Linked DNA regions of Anser cygnoides: region 1 is linked to region 2. A link is a contact called in public Hi-C data. All regions are on one chromosome and are shown on one strand. Each heading gives the region's core, a stretch centred on a gene start, on an enhancer-like site or on the middle of the called end of the contact. The rest is flanking DNA. Distances are from core to core; before and after follow the strand shown. Region 1 holds the start of LOC106030828 (prosaposin). Region 2 holds the start of PCBD1 (pterin-4 alpha-carbinolamine dehydratase 1).

What was found. A called contact is a pair of places that touch in the nucleus more often than the background predicts.
Region 1: a contact with region 2 is called in a Hi-C map of liver, with 2.4 times the contacts expected there. The contact joins the promoter of LOC106030828 here to the promoter of PCBD1 in region 2. A contact is called at or near these places in 2 of 7 Hi-C or Micro-C datasets (both in liver).

Annotation. Positions count from the first base shown.
Region 1 is chr7:25,234,229-25,236,938 of Taihu_goose_T2T_genome, forward strand. LOC106030828 (prosaposin) reads right to left here and starts at 1,375. Exons shown (of 15, transcript XM_048069525.2): 1 at 1,225-1,375. The coding sequence starts at 1,267.
Region 2 is chr7:24,863,861-24,866,822 of Taihu_goose_T2T_genome, forward strand. PCBD1 (pterin-4 alpha-carbinolamine dehydratase 1) reads right to left here and starts at 1,255. Exons shown (of 4, transcript XM_013172606.3): 1 at 1,051-1,255. The coding sequence starts at 1,053.

The DNA of each region.
Region 1 (2,710 bases), core at 125-2,624, 370 kb after region 2:
ACCCACAGGAGATAATTTAGCATAGAGCCAACACAGAAATGATATTACCCCAGCAGGTAAACAAGCAGAGTGAAAGGCAGCATTTGCTTTGTTTCCAGCCTGAAAAGACAGAGTTTCTCCACCGAACTGCCCACATACCGGTACAGCAGAAGCGCGCTTCCTGGAGTATAACAGTAGTGCACAATTCCGCAATGTCTGCAGCCTGCCAGTTGGTTACACCTACGGCTTTCAAACAGCTACTCAGGCTTTTCTTTATCCGACTGGTGAAATATGGCAGGTTTAACGAATAGGCTGGATGTTTACAACATTTTATTTAAAGGAAAATTCTCAAAATAAGAAGCCTAGGTGAATCAGTCCACTGCTGTATCATTGCACCTTTAATGTGGGGGTCTCTGTGCCACAGCCTGAAGGGATACACCCCTCTAGTCAGCCCAGGAATCATTTCTACAGCTGTCTAGCTTCCTCAAAACACAAAATGCAAACATTGCCCTTGCTAATCTCTAGCCCTAACGGTAAACACGGAACATTTCTTATTTCCCCACCACCACTTTCACATGGGCACCAACCAACAACAACGCAGTACAGAGACAAAGCGATGGGATTTTCCATCTGGAGCCGTAAACCCAAACAAAACAAGGCTGTTAAAAGCACATAACAGAAAGGGCTACCTCTTGGTGTCTCAAAGAGGATTAGCACTGAGCCGTCCCTGAAGTGGCAAAGATAAATGGGGCCTCTTGGCCAGCTGCTGGAAGCAGGACAGCTTCTAGCAAGCACCCTTACAGAGCTCTAGGTCATGCAGGTGCCTTTCCCTAATCATCGCTAGGAGAAACATGAAATAACACGGTGGTGCTGTTAATGCAGAGCCCCCTGAGCCCGGCAGTGCTAAGGGGGCTCCCCACAGCCCCCTCCCCTGCCTGCTGCTCCCCCCGCCTCCATTTCCCCACCCCTGCTCCTCCGAGGCCGCTTCTCCCCCAGGCCCAGCACCGTTAAACCCGGCAGCCGGGCCCGGCAGCTCCGTGGCTGCTAGAAAAAAAAATAAATAAACACTTTTATACCCTCCCTCGCCCCCAACACGGCCGGAGGTCACCGCAAGGACCCCGGGGGCTGCGGGAGGGAGGCGAGGGGAGGCCGGGCCGGGGGGATAGGGCTAGCCTGGAGGTGTTGGGAGGCCCGAGGGTGCCGAGGGGAGGCCCGGGGGTGCCGGGGTCCGCCCGTGCCGCTTACCGGCCGCCAGCAGCGCCAGCAGCCCCAGAACCGGCGCCGCCATCGTCCCGCGCCCGTCTGCAATGCGGCGCCGCCGCCGCGCCGCGCCCTATTTATAGGCTGCGCCGCGCATGCGCGCTCGGCGCCCCGCCCCCGTGCGCGCCCCCGCTCCTGCGCGTGCGCGAGGGGAGGGTCGCGCCCGGCGCCCCCTCCCCTCCTCTCTCCCTCCTCCTTGCTGGAGCCGCGCAGGCGCTGTGCGGCTCGGGGTGAGAGGGGCGCGAAATGGCGGCCGCGGGGCTACGTCACGGCCCGAATAAACGTTCCCAGTAAACGTCCCCGTCTCAATAAACGTCCCTGTCCTCATAAACACCACGGCCCTAATAAACGTTAATTTTAATGACAATTATCAAAGCCTGGGCTGGCTTGATGCATCCCAGCCCCTTCCCCTGCACTGATGCAGCCCACTGAAAGAACAAATTGTAAAAATACAAAACGCAGAATGCTTTTCTGAACCTGTGCTGGGGGCTTCCCGTTGCGGGAGAAAGGGTCCCACTGAGCCCTGATTACCTCCCAGGGACGTTCCCCAGTCTCACTTTGACTCACAGAGCCTCAGTGCCTCACATCTGAAGCACTCACAGTCTGCAAGGCTCACCCTTCCTCTTTCAGTTCGTTTTTCTTCGTTTCTTTCTGAAGATGATGCGAGCAGGAGCATTGTACAGTCTTAAATGGCTCCTCCAAGACAGGTGCACATTCCTTTTACCTCACAAGGCCACCACAACTCAGGTCTCACCCAGTGTTTTACAGGACACAAAGATCACTCCATAGCTGGGCTTCATGCAAGTCCTGCCTTCATAGGACCAGCCAATCACAACTACATCTTTTATTTTAATTAATCAACAGTTATTGCAAGTGTGTGTGCAGATCTTCAAGATACTGCCCTTCAGACAAGTGCATACCCAGCATTACCGCGTTAGGTCCCTACCTACCTGTACATTTCTCAAAGACTAGACTTGTTGATAACATGTAAAGGTTTCTGTGCAGTTTAAAGGTTTGGGGGAAGTGGATCTGCTTTGTTTCATTTTGCATGTCTATATCCAAACAAGGGAAGACATACTTCTCTTATGAAGATCTTTTTAAAGTCCCAAGCCAAGCTAAGAAGCCACTGTGGGCAGCTGTTGGTTATCCTGTTCTTCTTTGTGAGCAGACACACCAAGAGTGCCCCACAGCTTCATCCAGAGCCTCCAAAGACCACAAGCAGCAGGACCAGGGACTCTTAGGTATTTCCTAACTAAATCCGATGGACAGAACCAACCAGACAGAAAGCCATCGTGAACAGCAATTTTGGCCGGAGCAAGCAAACAACCTTTACTCTGGTCCTAAAGCCACCTTGCATAGGCAGGGCCTGGCATGCCTCTCTTATCTCTTGTGTGCACAAAGTGTTGATAAGGCACCTTAACTTTCTAAGCCAACAGTCAGCTACTAGCTTGGGAACACACACACACACAAA
Region 2 (2,962 bases), core at 5-2,504:
CTGCTCACACACTGGTGGTGGGGAGAGGGAAGGCGGTCTAAAGGCCGAGGTGGTGCTTGCCTGGAGCAGAGGGGTGTGAATGTCGGGGTCCAAGTGCTGATCCCCAGGCAGAGCGAGAAATGAGGCTGCCTGGGGGACGCGCAGCTTCCTTGCTTTCTGAACCCATCGTGACTGCACGGGGGGAACTATCCCCGGGGCTTTTTGCAGGCCTGGCTGGATTCTGGCTGGCAGACGGGGCAAAACCCAGCTTGTGGCAGTCCCCCTGCCTGCAGCACCCTCTGTGCCCTCCACCCCATCCTTCCCTGCTGCTTGCCCCCTTTCTCCCCCCAGAGCATCGGCCCGCCTGCTGTTTTGGTGGGTACAGCATGTCCGTGCTTTCATGTGCACTTATTTCTTTAAACACACATGCTTTTCATTAGGGAAACGCAATTATTTTGTTTTCTTTTGCTGGCTTTCCACTGCTAAGGCATTGGATTTTCTTATTTTTTTTTGCCTGCAGGACACTATTGTGCAACCAAGGCAAAGGAACCAGCATGGGAAACTGAGAGCCCATCCCTAAGGGTTTTCTGGAGATGAAACAACCCTCCCTGCCCAAATCAGCAGCTTCCCTTTGAAGCGTGGCTCCTCACCTACGGGGAAGAAAGGTGAAGGGGACAGCCTGGCATGAGTGGGACTGCGGGCAGGGCTGGAGTTGGTTGTGCCACGAGGCCCCCACTGCCTCTTGCTCACCTCCCCTCTGCTGTGAAAAACCTGCTCAGAGCCCACATGGGCCGTGCAGATGGAGCACGAGTGGGGCTCACTCCTAAGGTAGGATTTGAGCAGGGGCCACGCTCGCTGTGCTGACAAACCTTTCCCTCCCCCTGCGGAGGAGCCAGCAAGCTGTGGCTCTGCTAATTCAGAGCTGCCCGCGTTACTCATTAACCACAGCACAGAGCTCTGCTCCTTCCTTCCTCTCCTCCTGCCTCTTAAGGGCTGCAGCTGCCGCCTTAAACCCTCCTTCCCCATCCTTCCCCAGCGAAGCAACAGCTGCGTTGCCCGCCGGCGGCTTACCATCGCCCGCCGGTGTCCGCGGCCTCCGTCCCGGTCCAGGCTGGGCGTTGCGCACCGTACCGGAGCCCGACAGTGGGGTTGGGGCCACGGGAGGCGTGGCGAGGGGTCGGGTCCACCCACGGCAGACCGCTGCCCGTGCCCCACGCGTTTCCCAACACCGCCCGGCAGCGGTCGCCCGCCCGCTGGGCTCGGGGATGCTGGAACACGGGCCCCTTCAATCCCCGCATGGGGAGCGGTGGTCGTCCTGCTCTACCCATCCCTTTCCCATCGGGATGTTTTCCTAAGCTGTTGCAGGATGGAGAAGGGCAGTTACAAGCCCCTGGGTGCTGCCGGCAGCACATGTGATGAATTTGATGCTCTCACGTGTGCCTCCCGGCCCTTCGTTGCTCCATGCAGTGACAATCACGAGCTTAGGGCTGCGTTGTATGGGGACAGCCTGGATCGTTTCACAGCATGGTGATGAGCCGGGTTAATGCAGGGACTGTGCGCGATACAGTGCCTCTGTGCATTTTCAAGGCGTTTCCTCCTGTTGCTGAGGGAACCGTGTTCCCACGGATGCTGCGCGCTGTTCCCCAGCGTGTGTTTGCTCTCCAGGGCTGCCGGATTTGTGCCCGCGTCCTGCGGCTTGTCGCCTGCTAAACCCGCTCACGTGGTGGGCAATCTTCCAGTGCTGACAGTTCTGTGCCTTGCTGATGTACGTGATGTTGTGCAAGCCCAGCAAGCAGCGAGGACAGAAATTCAGCACCCCGCTGTACCCTGATGCCTTTCCTTACCCTTGAGCCTACTAATTTTGGGAACTTTTTAATATAGTGTGACACACGCCCCTTGTAGATACTCATGCATATCTTGTTTTCCACTTTCAGAATTCTTGAGTGCCACAGAGACTATTTGTTTCTCCAGCAGGCATGTTAGAGGGAAGCAAATTCTTCTGCTGTGGTAATGAAAAAGAAAAATGAGAATCTTTTCTGTCCTGGGAGAGCCTCTGCCTCCATCCAGGGAGAGGAGACTTGGAAGGCAATGTAGCACCTGGGAAGAAAATAGTTGTCTGCAGATATGAAGCTGGAGGCTTTGATATGGAAGGCAAGAGGAGTTTCATACTGTTTTCAGCAATGAAACCAGGAGGTGGGATTGTTTGTAGGGTCGGGAAAGGCTAGCAGAATATTTTCTTGGCATTGATTTGAATTGCAGGACTGGCACTCGGACTAGCACAACCCCAGGGAAGTGCCCCTGTAAACAGTGGTGTAAGCAGGAGGTAAATGAAGCCATGTTATAGCAAAGGAGCAGGTGGAAATATGGATGTTGTAGGTAATAGCTATGCCCGAGTCATGTTAGCTGCAGTCTTCTGAAGAAAACACAGTGACAGTTCTGATATTGACTTGTCAGGGCCTCAGGCACACCTTGGTTAGGTGGCAGTGCCTCTCCTGGCCTCCCTATTGATTTGGAGAGGGGAGGAAGCAATCTCCCACCTCTTATGGTGCCCTGCTTTCCCTCTGTGGTTTTCGTTCCAGCCCAGCTGGGAGCAGATCCTATTTACTTTGCCAATGCACGCTGCCAGTGCAGAGCAATTGACAGACACCTCAGCTTGTTAAAGGTGAGAATTTCTGTGGTAGGAGAACATCAGGAGAAAAACGATTAATTATACCGTGTCTACTGATTACCCAGCTCCTTTGTAATGCCGTTTTCTCTCCTAGGTTGTAAATCAGCACTTAACTACCAGCCTTACATGTGAGATCTCTCTCTGGCAGAGGGATGTGCTTCTGCTGAAAGGTGTCAACAGGGCAGTTGTGATTTTCCTCTGTGTAGGTGTGAAACTGTGCCTGGGCGATCCTCTGGCTGACTCTGATTCCTGTGCCCCCGAGTTCACGAAATCCCCCTCTGCACTGCTTTAATTTTCCTTTTTGAGATGGGACTC